4 separate regions of the Sus scrofa genome follow, and regions 1, 3 and 4 are each linked to region 2. Evidence: chromatin contacts called from public Hi-C, HiChIP or PLAC-seq and promoter capture Hi-C data. All regions are on one chromosome and are shown on one strand. The core of a region is the stretch at or near the end of the contact, and the rest is flanking DNA. Distances in the headings are between cores, read along the strand shown.

What was found. Promoter capture Hi-C pulls out the DNA fragments that hold promoters and counts their contacts. Hi-C and Micro-C count contacts between places; a contact is called where the count stands out from the background. HiChIP or PLAC-seq counts read pairs in DNA pulled down with a chosen protein or histone mark.
Region 1: a contact with region 2 is called in an H3K27ac HiChIP or PLAC-seq map of alveolar macrophages. The contact joins the promoter of CLTC here to the promoter of RPS6KB1 in region 2. A contact is called at or near these places in 1 of 5 promoter capture datasets (liver) and 2 of 2 datasets of contacts at active chromatin or transcription factors (alveolar macrophages and skeletal muscle).
Region 3: a contact with region 2 is called in a Hi-C map of embryonic fibroblasts, with 4 times the contacts expected there. The contact joins the promoter of INTS2 here to the promoter of RPS6KB1 in region 2. A contact is called at or near these places in 2 of 5 promoter capture datasets (fetal liver and liver), 2 of 47 Hi-C or Micro-C datasets (embryonic fibroblasts and fibroblasts) and 1 of 2 datasets of contacts at active chromatin or transcription factors (alveolar macrophages).
Region 4: a promoter capture Hi-C map of fetal skeletal muscle shows a contact between it and region 2, with 5 times the contacts expected there. The contact joins the promoter of BRIP1 here to the promoter of RPS6KB1 in region 2. A contact is called at or near these places in 2 of 5 promoter capture datasets (fetal liver and fetal skeletal muscle) and 4 of 47 Hi-C or Micro-C datasets (alveolar macrophages, heart right ventricle, mesenchymal stem cells and 1 more).

Annotation. Positions count from the first base shown.
Region 1 is chr12:35,847,613-35,851,417 of Sscrofa11.1, forward strand. It overlaps CLTC (clathrin heavy chain), which reads left to right and starts at 1,769. Exons shown (of 32, transcript NM_001146127.1): 1 at 1,769-1,810. The coding sequence starts at 1,769.
Region 2 is chr12:36,110,096-36,113,769 of Sscrofa11.1, forward strand. RPS6KB1 (ribosomal protein S6 kinase beta-1) reads left to right here and starts at 1,489. Exons shown (of 15, transcript XM_003131671.5): 1 at 1,489-1,767. The coding sequence starts at 1,627. TUBD1 (tubulin delta chain) reads right to left here and starts at 1,211. Exons shown (of 6, transcript XM_013981124.2): 1 at 1,097-1,211.
Region 3 is chr12:36,431,784-36,435,781 of Sscrofa11.1, forward strand. It overlaps INTS2 (integrator complex subunit 2), which reads left to right and starts at 2,610. Exons shown (of 25, transcript XM_021067302.1): 1 at 2,610-2,715. The coding sequence starts at 2,697.
Region 4 is chr12:36,495,165-36,499,390 of Sscrofa11.1, forward strand. BRIP1 (Fanconi anemia group J protein) reads left to right here and starts at 2,974. Exons shown (of 21, transcript XM_021067301.1): 1 at 2,974-3,042. It overlaps INTS2 (integrator complex subunit 2), which reads left to right. Exons shown (of 25, transcript XM_021067302.1): 25 at 1-1,429.

The DNA of each region.
Region 1 (3,805 bases), core at 519-3,018, 260 kb before region 2:
GGCAAAGCTTTTCTTTGCAGAACAGTCTGCTGCCTTACCGGCCAAAGATTCTTCTCTCATCCTCAGTATGTGAGATATACTTTGGGAAAAACATTTAAAGCAATTTAAATGATTAAGCAAATTTCTTTAAGCAAAACTGCTTAACACACAAAATTATTGTATACCTAATAGGGTTTTATATTTAACTGAAAAGGACACTAATTAATGTGTACTTGAATTTTTCAAGATCTTTCTGGAAAAACAATCACATCTCTTACAAGATGAAAAGTACAAAATTCACTTTATTGTATTTGGGCTATTATGCAATATTACAGCTTATACTTTAGCAATAAAGTACTGGGAAGTTTATTAATCGATAATGAATACCTTAGATACCTTAATGCTGTTAGAAGACGCGGTGCTCCCCCTTTGAAGCTCTTGCATCCCCAAACTGCTAATTTACAGTGTTCAGGTGGTCCCAGGGAAATAGACCAGTAATAGTTAATCCCTTTCTCCAAGCGTGTACATTAACCACACCGAGGTTTTTACATACTATCTTTAAGAAATCTTTGAGGCTCATTACTAGACATGACTTTAAAAAACCCTCCTACTACAATTTTAGTCCAATTCTTAAGTGTATTCATGACACTACAATTCTTCAACACGATTTATTACGAAGCTAGACCCATATACACGTCCGCCAAAATGTCCGCAGAAACGTTAAGAAAGGCTATCACAAGGCCAGCTTGAGATACTCATAAATGACTTTCACTGTCCTGTGAACCAACTGTTTAATATCCGAAGAGACTACTAGTTCTAGTTAGAACCCAAGCGTCAGCTTTTGCAAACGGCAGAAGGGCGTGCACAAGTGCAGAGAGGGTTTTTAAACCCCATTTCATACCCTCCTCCCTGGGAAGTAACAAACCACCCACCACATGAAACTAGGCGGGGGAGGAGCGCCGCAGCCGGCTGCCAGGAGCGCTCTGCAGGGAGGCGGTTTCCCTGAGTCACGGAGAGGGCGGGAGGCTGGGCCCATCTGCCCACGCCACGTCTTCTTCGTAAGGGGACTCGGTTTAAATAGGTAAGGCCCACAGGGGAAGGGACCAGCACCGCCGTTCCTCAAGGCGGCCCAACAGCCACCTCATTCCCAGGAGACGCCGCACTTCCCTAAAATTCGCGCTGCATTCTAGCAGTAAGCAGCCGACCTTTCCCGACCAGCATCACGTGCACCCGGAAGTACGTGGGTGGGACCTAAAGCGCCCACGGAAATGACGTTAGTCGCCCCTAGTCGCATGATGTGGCAAAATGCAAAAAAAAAGGGGAGGGTGGAGGGAAAGCAGGCGGCCGGGGAAAGTGATGAGGCTAAAAAAGTAGTCCCTTCGAGTCCTCTATTTACCACCGTGTCGTAGCAGTAAGTGAGGCTTTTAGCGCACTGCGCCCCAAATTCCTGCGCCTCCGCTGTATCGCGGCACTCCGTGGAGGGGTACATAAGGCGGAGGGGGTGAGGCAACTTGGGCGGAGTTCTGTCGCCAGGATCCCTCCGCAGGGCTCAGCCGTTTCCGGAGTCTGCGCTGCGCCCGGTTCCGCCATTGCGGCTCTCCCGGACCCTGGAGCCTCCGCCCCCGACCTGAGCTCTTTCGTCTGCCTGCCAGTTTCCTGCGTCCCCGGAGACTATCCTGCCGAGCCCAGCCTTCCCCCTCCCCCTTCTCCTCCTCTCCCTTGGAGAGCCTGGGCAGCCACTGCCCCGCAGCCCCAGTGACAGGAGGAGACCATACCCCCCGACAGCGCCATGGCCCAGATTCTGCCAATTCGTTTTCAGGAGCATCTTCAGGTGCGGTGGGGCCCTGGCTGGTGAAGGCTATGTAGAGAGGGCGGTAGGAAGGAAGAAGTTGGAGTCTGAGCCCAAGCAAAAAGGGTAGAATGGGGGGGTGGTAATCGGTTCCTGGGGTAGATGGAGAATGGGGGCACTATTTGGAAAGCTTAAAGGGTTAAATGATGTGGGGGCTTGGATGGAAAGGACGCGAGTCTGGGTACATAGGGGAGCGAGGCCAGGCCTGGATTTGAAGGCTTTTTCATCTTCGCTTCCTGGATGACAAGAACTGCGCATACTAACCTTTCCACCCCCCGGTTTTATCCAGTTCATTCATTTGGGTAGGTTGGGGGCGGGGGAAGGGTTCTCCCGCGTTTCTTGTAGAGCAAGAATTCTTATCCCCTAGGCCAGTGCAGGACTGTCACCTCCCATTGCTCTCTCTCTTACCATTTCCCCTTCGTGTCTGCACCCTGGAGTTGTGGCGCGGGTGGGTTGGGGAGGAGCAGCCTTTTTTCTTCCTCCCTCTGCGGCTCTCAACAGGAAAGGCACCTTCCCTGGGGTGGGGTGGGGGGGGGGGACGGCGGTGGCATGTCTCTCGCCTTCCCTGAGGCTGTAGGAACAGAGAAGGTCACTGAAGGAAAAGGAGGATAGAATGGGGGAACATATTTCTCAGGGCGGTGTCAGTCGCAGAGTGTGTGGGATCAAGTTTTCTAGGAGAACTCGGCTTTTCTCCCCTTTTTTGATTTCTCTGGGAATGGTGTGGCTTTTATTCCCTCTTTGCTTCTAGAAGGGAGAAAAAGAGTTGTCCAGAGGTTATCTTGGGGTCTGCTGGTCCAGCGGGTAGTTGGCTTGCCCTGAGTATCTCCCTCAGGATTGCATGGAATTGAATGAGCCCTGGAGATAGAGCACACCTGCCCGGAGATATGCAAGGTTATTTGGTCTGCCGTTGGCTTCCTTTAGTAGCTTCTAGAGTTCTTCCCCATGGTGCATTATCCTGTAGGCAACAGACTGTCTTATCTGGCAACATGCCCGTGGCGGGCCCAGGCAGGTGATCGTTGGAGGGCTTGACTGAATTAAGTCTCTTTTGAGCTTCCAATTTTCCTGGTTCTACTTTGGCTGAAATAATTTATCCATAAAATAGGCTTTCTTTCCAGTTACTTCCTTAAAGAGGCCTGCCTCAGTTCAGTCATTTGAAGGACTAATTTTGTAATGTTATTATTACAAAAGAGGTACCAGTGGAATGATGTGACACTAATACTAGTGACCTTTTGGACACTTTACTATTGAAGGCTATTTTATTTTCTACTTGCCATTGTTATACATAAAGGATTACTGTTAATAAAAAAGTTTAATATTCTGACTACCAACATAATAATTTTTTTACAGGTAACACTTGCATCACCAAGACTTCTTTTCCTTTAAGTCTTGAAATATAATCATCTCCTCAAAAAATGAGTTAAGGAATACACTTTATTCAGCTATCTTTGGTTATCAGATGTAGTAGAACACTATTTTACAAAAGGTTAAAAAACATTATGTGGAAAAATGGATACAGAAGTTGTTAATGCTCAATCCAAATTTTAGTTGCTGTGGTTTCTTCTCTTAAGGCGGGGGTGTAAGTGATTGTCAGGGGTTAGGAAAGTAATGTTTGAGGGGAAAACACAGCCTTGTCCTCAGACTAAAGTGCTTCTGGACTGTAATCTTCCTGCAGACAAGTTTGTAAAATCATACAGGAAAAAAAGCAGTTACGATTGTTTGTATTACAAAGCAGAGGTATAGCCCACCCACTAGTAAACCTTATTTCTTGACTAGTGGTGTTTTGAACAATAGTTTTTCATTTTTGTTAAAGAGGAGACAAGATTGTTGAATAATCCCAAAGATGGAACTCCAACCTTGTCACTAATTGAAGACAGATTTAATACGGGTCTAATTTCTAAGTGGTTCAGTGTTTTTGCAAATACTTAAGTGAAGCCATTTCCTTCTCAAATAATTTGAAGAATGTAAAGTAACCTCGCA
Region 2 (3,674 bases), core at 239-2,738:
AAAAAATATAGCCTTTGAGTAATATAGCCTTTACATTATTAATAAAGAACAAATAAAGTATCACATACGTTAATACACAATCAATAAAAATTAATTTTTTTAGGAGTTCCCATTGTGGCTCAGGGGCAATGAACCTGACTAGCATACATGAGGATGCAGGTTTGATCCCTGGCCTTGCTCAGTGAGTTAAGGATCTGACATAGCTGTGAGCTATAGTATAGCTCAGAGATGCAGCTTCGATCCCACATTGCTGAGGCTGTAGCATAGGCTGGCAGCTGCGGCTCAGATTCGACCCCAGGCCTGGGAACTTCCATATGCCTCAGATGTGACCCTAAAAGAAAAAAACATTTTTAAAAATACTATATATGTCTATGGCGCTGTAGATAAAATAGCTATCTTGTCTAAGAAGCCAAACATTTAAGAAAGTTGTTCTTTTTCTTTATATGGTTTTGGGATTTACTGTACCCAAATTCATTTATATAAAGCTCAATAGTTTTCAAATTTTCATTTGTAATCACTATTTTCCTAAGTATGCATTTAAAACAAACAAAAAAAAAAACAAAAGGAATCCCGGTTGAAGGAATTCATAGCATACACTTCACACCACAGGGACATAATGCAGAAGTTAGCTCAACAATAGCACATTTTATTAACATTAATATTCTCTCTTCCAAATAATTATTTTCTCCCTCCAATCGTCTTTCTGTTCTAGGCACCACAGTAACACAGGAAAGACTTTGTATTTAGCTCAGGGAGGACAGCATGGGAGACGAAGCTTGGGGGGAAAAAAAGACGGGATGAAATATTAGAGAAAGTATTCACTATTTTTAACAATGTAAAGAGACAACTTTTGGTTAAGACCTCACACCGAGTCCACGGAGCAATGGAAAGAGCTGTGGTTTGGGAACCAGACTCTGTACTTAAAATTATCAAACAAGCCTGCAAAATAGATGTCATTACTTTCATTTTACAGATAAGGAAACTTAAGGCTCTGAAAGGTTATGTGATTTTCGCAAAGCCACCGAACTAGTAATTAGCAAAGCCAAGATGCTCCCTTTCTATACCACCCCAGCAGCTCCCCAAAAACCCCACTCACTGCCAGCCCCAGAACCAGCCGTTTCTGTCCGGTTCAAATTCGAGGGGCAACCCTCTTATTATGCGCATGCTCTTTCAAAAGAAAAAAAAAAACTACAGAGAACGAATGCGCATGTACCACAAACGTAGAGATTTGTTGCGCTTTTTCCCCCCCGCCCTCCCCGCGGTGGGTGTTTTTTTTTTTTTTTTTTCCTATTCAGTAAGGTTAATTACGCATGTTCAATTTCAATTTATCAATTTCAGACACGGTACGCATGCTCGCTGTCCATCAAACTCTTTAGCTGACAATGCGCATGATCTGGCTTCCAAGAGAGGCTTCGGCTGGGCTTCTGCGCATGTTTCTGCCAGTACCTGGTTCCTGGCAATAGTTCTACGCATGTTCACTGCCCACAGTTCGGCTTCACAGAATCCTGTACGCATGCTCCAGTGCTGAACTTCAGGAGCCAGTCTGGGGCCTAAGCGCAGACGCACTGAGCCTAGGCAGCCGGTGATGGCGGCAGCGGCAGCAGTGGCTGCGGCGGGTCCGGGCCCATGAGGCGACGACGGAGGCGGGACGGCTTTTACCCAGCGCCGGACTTCCGAGACAGGGAAGCTGAGGACATGGCAGGAGTGTTTGACATAGACCTGGATCAGCCAGAGGACGCGGGCTCTGAGGATGAGCTGGAGGAGGGGGTGAGGCCCGGGGTCCCGGGGGGCCCGAGGTGACAGGGCCGGGGCGGTGGCGCGGGCCCTGGAAGCCCCGCGCGTCCGAGAGCGCGGAGACCCAGGGGGGAGCGAGTAGTCCGCGGGAGGAGCCGAGGTGCCGCGCGGCCAGAAGCTGGGGGTGGGGGGGGGACGGGTGGGGCGGACCTGGCCTTAGGTGTGAGGCCGCTGCGGGGCTTGCAGGTGCAGGTCGCGCCCCTAGCCCCAGAACAGCGCAGCTGGGAGCAGCCTGCGGAGGGAACGAGAAAGGGCGCGTGGTCGATTCCTGGAGCTAGTGGACTTAAATGTGGTGGGGCGCGAGTGGTGGAAGCGTGTGTTGGGGGGAGGGGGATTGCGCTGGCTGGGTGTCCCGTAAGTGCAGGTGAAGAGCGGAAGGGTTTCCCTTGAGTGTAAGATTTCAAGTATTAAATCTTCAGACCTCCCACAACCACCTCTTTTCTCGGCCTGTCGCTTCTCTCCTAGGAAGCGCTCAGCTGTTAGAAGTGACAGCTGAAAACTTCTGTCGGGAGTAGCGCTGCCGCTGCTGTTACAGCCACCAGGAGTTTTATTTCGGGAGCAAGGGGGCTCTGCTGCATCTTCCAGGGTTTGTTTGTTTGCTTTTTTTTTTTTTTTTTTAAACAAAAACCTCCTTCCGTGTGACTTTTTTGTTAAGCATTTATAACGACACACGGCATTTGTAACTTACTTTTCTCCCAGTTGAAGATGTCTACATTTTTTCAAAATACTTGATGTAATTTTGGGGTGGAAAAAAACCAGCGTTGACAGCTGTGATTTGGCTTGCCAAAAATAAATTGCTTAAACTGAGACTTGTGAATGGTGGTGTGAGGGCTTTCCTTGCTGTAATTTGGGGTGCTAAATTTAGAATTGTTTTTCCTAATGCATAGCTTGGTTCACCTTTGGTTAGTAGTTTTTCTTTATTCAAGATTCTTTTTTTCAAGGTAAATTTATTGAAAAATCACAAGTTGTACGTGACATTCAAAATGGTATTGTCATACTAAATCACAAATGGCCTTCAATGATAACCTCATGGTAATTGAGATACTACATTCCAGTGTCTAGATGAGTTAATAACTGATATCAGGTTTTTGCTCTAACTACCCAAGGGGCTTCCCTTTCTCTTCCTTATCCTGTTTTCCTCCTCTGGGGAGTAAGTTGTTCCTTGCATGCTGACAAAAGGTTGAGATGCTATATATATAAAGAACTAAGAAACTAAGTGGGCTAAAGCAATACTGTTCTTTTCAAAATTAAATGAGTCTAAATCAAGATCAGTCAGTATGGAAGGTGAGTTATTGAGATATGTACTTTTAATATGTTTGCATATGGAATTCCTGTTAGTCTCTTAATGGAATATGAGATACCACTGAATGCAGTTTGAAACAAATATGGGATTACTTTCATTACATGTAATATACTCTTATCATTATATTGGCTCCATATGGTAGTGCCTTTGGAGCAGAGCAGAAGAGAAAACTGGATAGGAAGGATGCTTTATAAAATCTGCATCAGTTGAACTGCTAGAATTTCCAGACCATGGGATTATTAGGAGTTTGAAGTAAAATACTATATTAAGGTTTCTGTGGGAGTTTCAGTTGTGGCTCAGCAGTAACAAACCCTGCTAGTATCCATGAGGATGCGAGTTTGATGTGGCTGTGGCTGTGACTGGCAGCTACAGCTCTAACTCTGCCCCTAGCTCGTAGCTTCTTTATGCTGCAGGTGTAGCCCTAAAAAGCCAAAAAAAAAATTTTGTTGTTGTTGTTATGAACTGGGACCTCTACTGGACATTGGTTGAGTATAAGCCAACACGATTTTGAAAAGTTTTGGAAGAAGAAGCTAGAGAAACTGGTGAAAATAGGAAAGAGAAAGAAATGTAGCTACAA
Region 3 (3,998 bases), core at 1,360-3,859, 320 kb after region 2:
TTTTTTTTTGTCTTTTTTTGCTATTTCTTGGGCCACTCCCGTGGCATATGGAATATTCAAGAATTTAGCTTTAGTGTGAGTTTTGCAAATAATTAAAATGAAGTTACAAAATTTTAATTACATGGAATTCTTATTTTCACAGTAGTGGAAATAGTTTAGGATCATATAAACATAACTAGTTTGATAAGCCCTCTAAAGTGATGTGAATGGCAATGTAGTGCATACACAAGAGGGAATAGCTGAAATCAAGCTCATATTACTTCACACTGATAAACCGTACATTCAGCAGGTTATTAGTAAGGTTTCATAACTCATACTTGAATTATTAAAAACACCAATATTAAGTACCATACTGTGTGCCATAAACACAGTTCTTGCCCACAAGGTACTTACTTTCTGGTGAGAGGGACAGACGAGTTCTAACAACTATGGTGTAATATGTGAAATGCTATGATGAAAGAAGCAAAGAGTGCCTTGGGAGCATTGAAGAAGGGTACTTTAATGAAGAGACAGGTGATTTGTCAGGGAAGGATTTCGAAGCAAGGGAACACTAGAGGTAAGAAAGGATACTTGGGAGTTACTACATAAAGAGAAAAGGTATTCCAGGTAGAAGGAATAGTAAGAAGGCTCTTGAATAACATGAAGGATTTGGGAAATAAGCTGTTCAGACTAGAATGGAGGCACCATGGTAAGATATGACAGGAGTCCAAGCTAAGAGAGGTCAGACCACAAAAAACATTGTCTTTTGAATGCCACCTTAAAGAAAGTGAACTTTATCCCCAAGCAGGAAAGGGTTTTAGGAGCTGGGATGATTCAGAGTTGGTTGAACAATCATATCTCAAAAGGCTTAACTGGTGGAGCTAGGTCAACTAGAGAGATGTCTCAATGTTAACCTATGGAACCTTGCCTGGACCTAAGTCTACTCAACATGTTATCCATAAAATTAACATAGATATGATAGGTTTAGCCAAAGTAGACAGCCAGTATAAAAGAAGAATAAAAAAGACTTTGACCGGAGTTCCCGTCGTAGTTCAGTGGTTAACAAATCCGACTAGGAACCATGAGGTTGCAGGTTCCATCCCTGGCCTTGTTCGGTGGTTAAGGATCTGGCGTTGTCGTGAGCTGTGGTGTGGGTGGCAGACGAGGCTTGGATCTGGCATTGCTGTGGCTCTGGTGTAGGCTGGCGGCTACAGCTCTGATTAGACCCCTAGCCTGGGAACCTCCACATGCCTAGGGTGAGGCCCTAAAAAGACAAAAAGACAAGTAAAAAAGATCTTGACAGGCAGAAACAATTGAAGAAATCTTACAAAACAGGGTAACTATAAAAAGAGTTCCACGTTGAGAAAACTGGAGCTAGATCACTGCTGAGATCTTTTTACTTTTGAAATTCTATTTCCAAGGAACATGGGTGCTCCTTTAAATCCCTAAGTCTTCTAATTTCTAGAAAGTCATTTACTGGGCAATAACTTATGTAAAAGCACCTATGATGCCTGAGACTGGTTTTTTTTTGTTTGTTTGTTTTTTCTTTCTTTCTCTTTTTTTTTTTTGTTTCCTGGCTAAGTCTGCAGCATGTGATGGTTAGGGATGGAACCTGAGACACAGCAGCCACCCAAGCCGCTGCAGTGACAACGCCAAATCCTTAACTTTGCTGCACAAGAGAACTTCTCCTTTTCTTTTTAAATTTTTAAAATTTATTATTTTATTAAAGTATAGTTGATTTACTGTGTTGTGCCAGTCTCCTTTTCTTTCTTTCCCAACCTGATTGAAAATTAAGGTAGAAAAGAATAAATCAAAGCCATTCAGGGGTGAGAATGTTCACTTCATCCAGGACTTAGAGTATAGGAACTATATAACACATTTCATCAAACAAATATAAGACACCAGTAATTGTAAAACATTATTTCATGTACCACTAAGGAAAAAAATGCTGTACATACATATATACATACATGTATACATACATATATACATATATTCTTTTTTGGTGTGTGTGTGTGTGTTTCAGGGCTGCACCCATGGCACATGGAGGTTCCCAGGTTGGGGTCGAATTGAAGCTGTAGCCACCGGCCTACGCCAGAGCCACAGCAACGCGGGATCTGAGCCGCGTCTGCGACCTACACTACAGCTCACGGAAACGCCGGATCCTTAAGACCCACTAAGCGAGGCCAGGGATCGAACCCACGTCTTCATGGTTCCTAGTCGGATTCGTTAACCACTGAGCCAAAACGAGAATTCCTTGATGACTTTTTAAATTCTTCTACAAACCCAGGATTCCAGAACTTTGGTGCTGGAAGGGCACAGGCAGAGATGGAAAAGAAATGTATGCAGTCTGATTCCTTTCGTGTTCTGATCAATGAACAGTGGGGACAACTTTAACATTCCGTTTCCATACTAATGTACGTATTCATTTGAACGCCACGGTAGTCCTGTGACGATGAAACTGCACTTCGTAAGGACTTAATGATTTACCTTAAAAAGAGTCAGCTGGTAGGGTCTGGAAAGGAGACTGAAGACAGCTAGCAACCTGCTAAATCTTCTCGAGTGAACTTGGCAGAGCAAACCAAGGGGGAGGAAGGGGTGGGGCCGCGCACGCGCGCCGTTGCCTCTGAGCGACGTCTGCGGGTTTCCTTTCACAGCCAGCCACTCTTCCTCTCAGTCCAGTACGGTGGCCGACCGGAGCCAGACGCTGGGGATGAATGAAGGTGCTGTGTGCAGGTTGAAACGGTCTGCTCTGCTTTCCTCTCCCTTCAGTCCGGGCTCTGCCTTTGTGCAGGGTCCGCATCCAGCCCCTATCGCACCGCCGGACCAATGGGTTCTGGCGTCTGGGTTTTTGGTGTCCAGGTCGACTCAGGGCACAGCTAGGGTTGGGGAATCCGGATTATCGCCTAGGCCCAACTTCGGACCGCGCTCTCGATTTCTACCGCGTCCCGCCTCTAGAGCGTGGAATCCGGGTGGGGTCCCGGGAGGTTGGAGGGTAGATCTTAAGGTATGAAGCTTCCGCTTCTCAGGCTCTTAGAGCGTTCCGAGGTCCGTGTCCGCCACCGGCCCGACTTTTCTCAGCCAGAGGAACTGGTTGGTTCTCTTTACGCCCAGGGCGAGACCTATGAGCACACAGGTCTTGACGCCTCTGCTCTATCAGCCCGCCCCTCTGTTAAAAGGCCAGCTCCTCTTGCTAAAATTAAAAGCAAAACAGCATTTCTGCCCACGACTCTTTGTTATTTACGATTCTGCAGTTTTGTGGGTCTCAGAGGGGATGGCTTTGGCTACCTGCTACTTGCTGTTTTGTTTCTGATTACTCTTGAAGACAGAAAAGTGCCCAAGTGGGACTCAGCTTTCTCCCACAGCTAATTGCACCTCCACAGCTGTTTTGTTTTTGTTTTTGTTTTTTTAAACTTAGGAACACAGGAGGTATGGCATACTGTTTTTGTCTCCAGAGCGTTGAATCTGGCATTGCTTCTGGCTAGTGAGGCTATTTAATAGTGGTTCCACCGACTCGTGGAGGGTGGGAAAGAGAAGTCTAACAGTGCTTTACGGATGTTGGGTAGGCATGTGAAACGAAAGAGGAGCGTTCTTTACTATGCTGATCTTTTACTCTACGTTGTGGCACTCATGACTGGTATAGTGGAGAAAATATTGGACTGGGTTTTAGTAGATGAGAGTTCAGCGTTAGATTTTGCCACTGACTAGTAATACTACTCAGAGCCAGTTACTTAGTCCCTCGGGGTTTCATATTCCTTCTTTGCAAAATGGGAGTATTACAACAGAAGATCCCCAAGGCTGGAAGAGACGTTAATATACTCTGTTTTCTTTCTCATTTTCCAGATGGCAATAGAAACATAGGGAGCCTTTAATTGTGCCAGGAATATTGCCAGCGACTAGTCCTATTAACAAGAGACCACATTTTTCAGAGTTGTTAAAAAGAGAGGCATTCATGCATGTGGAGTTATACCCCTACTTTCTCTTTCTTTTCTTTTTCTTCATCTTCTTCTTCTTTTTTT
Region 4 (4,226 bases), core at 1,724-4,223, 390 kb after region 2:
CTTTTTGTAAATGATTTCCATGGAATTACAGATAAGGATTTTAAAATTTTACATATTTGCTTCAACTTTTACTAATATATGAAGCCATATGTTTAAAGAGATACTTGAATAATTTGGAATTTTAAGATACTGGTTTAAATGTGTTTACAGAAACATCTTTGTGCAGAGAAGAACCCGAAAGGAGGTCTCATTTAGTTTTTTTAAAGTTTATTTTTATAATGGTCAGAGGGGGAAAATACATTGGTATCTAATTAAAGTGTAGAGCAATAAAACCCACTGGATTAACAAGCTCTTGGTTTGTCATCAGGATTATAATTCACATAATAACCCTAGAAGATTTTGAAATAAGAAAATACATAGTGTTTGGACCTCAGGAAAAATTTAAAAAGGGGAAAATACCGTGTTGCGGAAGGATTTTGCAGTCCTTTGTCAGTAATGTCCATTGATTAGGTCGATGCATTCAGATAACTCATAATCCTCATTTGTTTTCTTAATGAAGTATCCAGTGTAGAAGCTCCTTCCCTTGGCTTTCTGCGATATATCTGAATAAGCCCCACCATCCTTCCTTGAAACGGACCTCTTCGTTTATAAAAGAAATTAGACAGGCTAAAGTATGCTCTTAGGGAAAGAAATTAAGGCGTTCCCTTGTGCAGCTGGTTAAGGATCTGGCACTGTTACTGTGGCGGTTCAGATTGATGCTGTGGTTCAGGTTGGATCCCTGGCCTGGGAACTTCTACTTTCACATGCCGCGAGTGCGGCCAAAAAAAGGAAGAAAATAAAAGAAATTTACTTTCAGCCTTTTCACTATAGCAGATAGCCACATTTCCTTTTCCTTCTTTGTAAGATGGGATTACTACTGGCCCTACCTCATAAGGGTATTATGTAAGAGCTAATTTGTATCTGTTTCCAATCATGAAGTGCACAGGATCATAGATGATAGAGTATTTATAACTTTTATTAGATGCTTAAAGTTCAATTAAGTAATCTTGATGCAAAAGATAAAAGCATACACTTAAACCATAAGAATTTTCCTATTTTTAAACAAGGCAGTTTTGTAGTCTTTTAAGATTAAATACAACTGCTCTTGTTTCGTTTTAAACTGAGGCTTTGGAATATTTTGTGTGTTTAGATAAACCTCTAGGAGTTCAGAAAAGGTTGAAATATGTTTTCTAACTAAATGCAGTGCACATTCCTGGATCAATTTTCAAAGACGGTCAAAACCTGCTGTGTTAAATAATAACATGCTGTTTTTCCTCAGATTTGTTGATGATGTAAATAAAATGTGTACATATATTAGTAAATGTTAATATTCATGCATTTTAAGTTAAGGTTATAAAATTTGTCACAATGTGATTTTTTTTATTCAAGTGACAAAAAGATGTGTGCAGCTATTTTGAATATTGGTTTATAAACATTCGTATTCTTTATCAAATGAACTTGTGTTTTTTTTGTGTGTTTCGTTTCATTGCTATTAACGTGAAAGGAACAGTTCAAGGGACTGGGATCCAGGACTGTCTGGCTCCAGAGCCTATGTGTATCAGTTTTCATTATGCCACATACATCAAATGGCAATACAAGATGAGAGTTCAGAGCCTCATGAACTTAAGAGAGGAAAATCAGAGTAGTTATCCTGGAGAAGTTACATAAAAAGATTTGATGATTTAAAACATTTGTAAAAGCAGAATAATAATTTGAAGGTAGTTTTAAGGATTTATTTTTATAAACTATCCTCCATTGCACTGTCTTAACAGTAAATTACACTTTTTGTACTTTTCCTTCATCTTGGCTTATGAATATGTATTTTCACATAATGAAATTCATAATAACCCAGTTTGGAGTCTGCTTTTTTTCATTTAACGTTATGGAGTTTTGGCAGGTTGTTTGGTTTTACATTTATTTTATCGGTTCCATAATGATTGAATTGATATAATCATCTCCCTGGGAAGTTAGGGTTTTTTTTTTTTTTCAGTATTAGAATAGGCCTTGTTAAAAATAAATAAATAAAAAGAATAGAACTTGTTGTCACTAGAGCTATTATTACTTTTCTTTCTTTTAGATTACTTCTTTAGGGTAAATTTCTGAGCCCGAGATTACTAAATTAAAGGGTAGAATTTATTTTTATGACTGTTTTGTCATTTGGGGAAGATGTAGTAAAACTGAAAGTGAGGCAAGCAAACTCGACTTTTGTTGCTCCCTTCTGCAGCAAACCTCTCTCCCCAAACTGGTTTCTCGGAATCTGAGAAAATGTTTCAGGTCTTGCTTTTTTGGGAGAGTAGCCATTTGAGCCAAGTTTAGGTAGAGGATTGTTTTTTTTTAAATATCAATTTGGCGAGATCATGATTAACCCCCCTACCTTTGAGGAAACCGAAGTGTATTTCTTGGCAAAGAACAAATTGGTCTTAGGAAGGACAGAAGGCTGATAAGCTTTAATGGAATTAAGAGTGATCTGGTGCTGGAGAGCGTTTCCAGTTGAATGTGGTCTCTAAGAAAGCCTTGAATATCAGGAGATTCTGTAGCCAGCTGTCATCCAACTTTTTCGCCTCGTTTGGCTCAGAAGTCTGGCCATTTCCTTTCATTACTCTGGGTACCGGAAAGTTCGGAAATTTGAATCGAGTGGCGCTGAGAAATGCTGAGAGAACTTGGCGTGTTTCCTCTCGCTTGGTCTAGAGACCTTAAAAATGAGACTTCGAATTTCCAAGGAAACTGAGCCACGGCTTAAATCACCGGTTTCCAGAAGTCTAACACAGCAAACTGTATCCCTTTATCTTCTTGGGATCTGCGGGAGTCCTTCACCGCCAAGGAGCTCGCCTTCCCATGCCTCCGTGTAGCTGGGGTTGGTCTTTACGGCGGAGTCCTCCATTGGGTGCCAGCGTGCGCGCCCCCTGACCTCGCGTCGGGATTGGTTGCCTGGTTTCTGGTCTTGGCGAGTGATTGGTTGTCTGACTTCGCCCGGCGATTGGGTGCTGGGAGTCGAGGGGTGGGAGGCGGGAATTCGTCCGCTGGAGTGTTGTACTTGGGAGCTGAGGGGAGAAAAAGTAAGAGGTACGTAATCCCGCGACTGGGAGTAGCATCCTTGGGAGGAAGAGAGGGAGGCTAGGACCTCTCTTTGCCGGAACTTCTCTGTGTTTGCTTGCAAGTTTCGGCTTCCTTTATCCCGAGAATCGGAGCCCAGTCGGCATTGTTTGATTTTCCGCCGGGCGGGCAAGTCTGTCTCTCGCGGGGAGGGCGCAAAGCCTGCCAGAAGGGTGCCTTTTGCTTTTGTCCACCCGCCTTGCAAGCCCATCGGTGTGGAGTGGATCCCCAGGGCCTTGGGGATCGGGGTTTGCTGAGGGAGGAGGGAATATGAGGACGAAAACCTGTGGGGGGTGGGGAGGAAGCCTGCTTTTACCTCCTTGGAGCAGAGGCCTTCTACGAGTCTGGGGCTTTTCGTTACTCTTGGGAGGGGGCTACGGCGGAGCCAGATAAGTTTTGTCCTTTATCCAGTGTGTAGAGGAAGCGACCCCTTTTTGTTGCCAGTTGCCACCACGGGTGGGGGTGGGGGTGGGGATGGATTGCTTTCTAGGTTATATCTGAGTTACTAGGCCAGCCTTGAGTTGTTGGTTAGATTAAGGATTTAGATTCCACAAATATCGTTCTCAGAGCTTCACAGATGGAAGCACAAAATGTTACAACTGGAAACTACCTAAGAATAGTGATTCTTAATTTCTCTGGGGACAAATAACTATGGTTAAGGTTGTGACAGGCTTTATACTATGTGGAATTGAGATTTTAACCCATCTCTTCATCCCCACATGGAATTTAGCATTTCTTCACTATTGCAAATAATTCCTCAGTTGATAACAGTGTATATCATTTCCCTTTTATTTTTAGTTATTTCCTTAGGATATATATCTGGGAATGAGAAATCTATGGACTTTCTCTTAAAAAATACAGTCATATACAGAAACTTATGCATGCAATATCAAAAGATTACACACAGTCTTTGAATTACATCTATGTATCCTAGGTTAAGTTGGTTTAGAAGAGGTGGAGATTAAAGTAGATCACTTCCTCTGTATCAGATACTGGAGTTTAGGCACATTCTATACATTACCCGTATTTAATTTTTGACTCAGTGCCTGGCTAATTTTCATAAAAGCCCTATCAGGTAGATAGTATTATATTATCTCCATTTTACAGATGAAGAAACAGGCTCTGTGAGATTAAGTAATTCACAGTGCAATTCC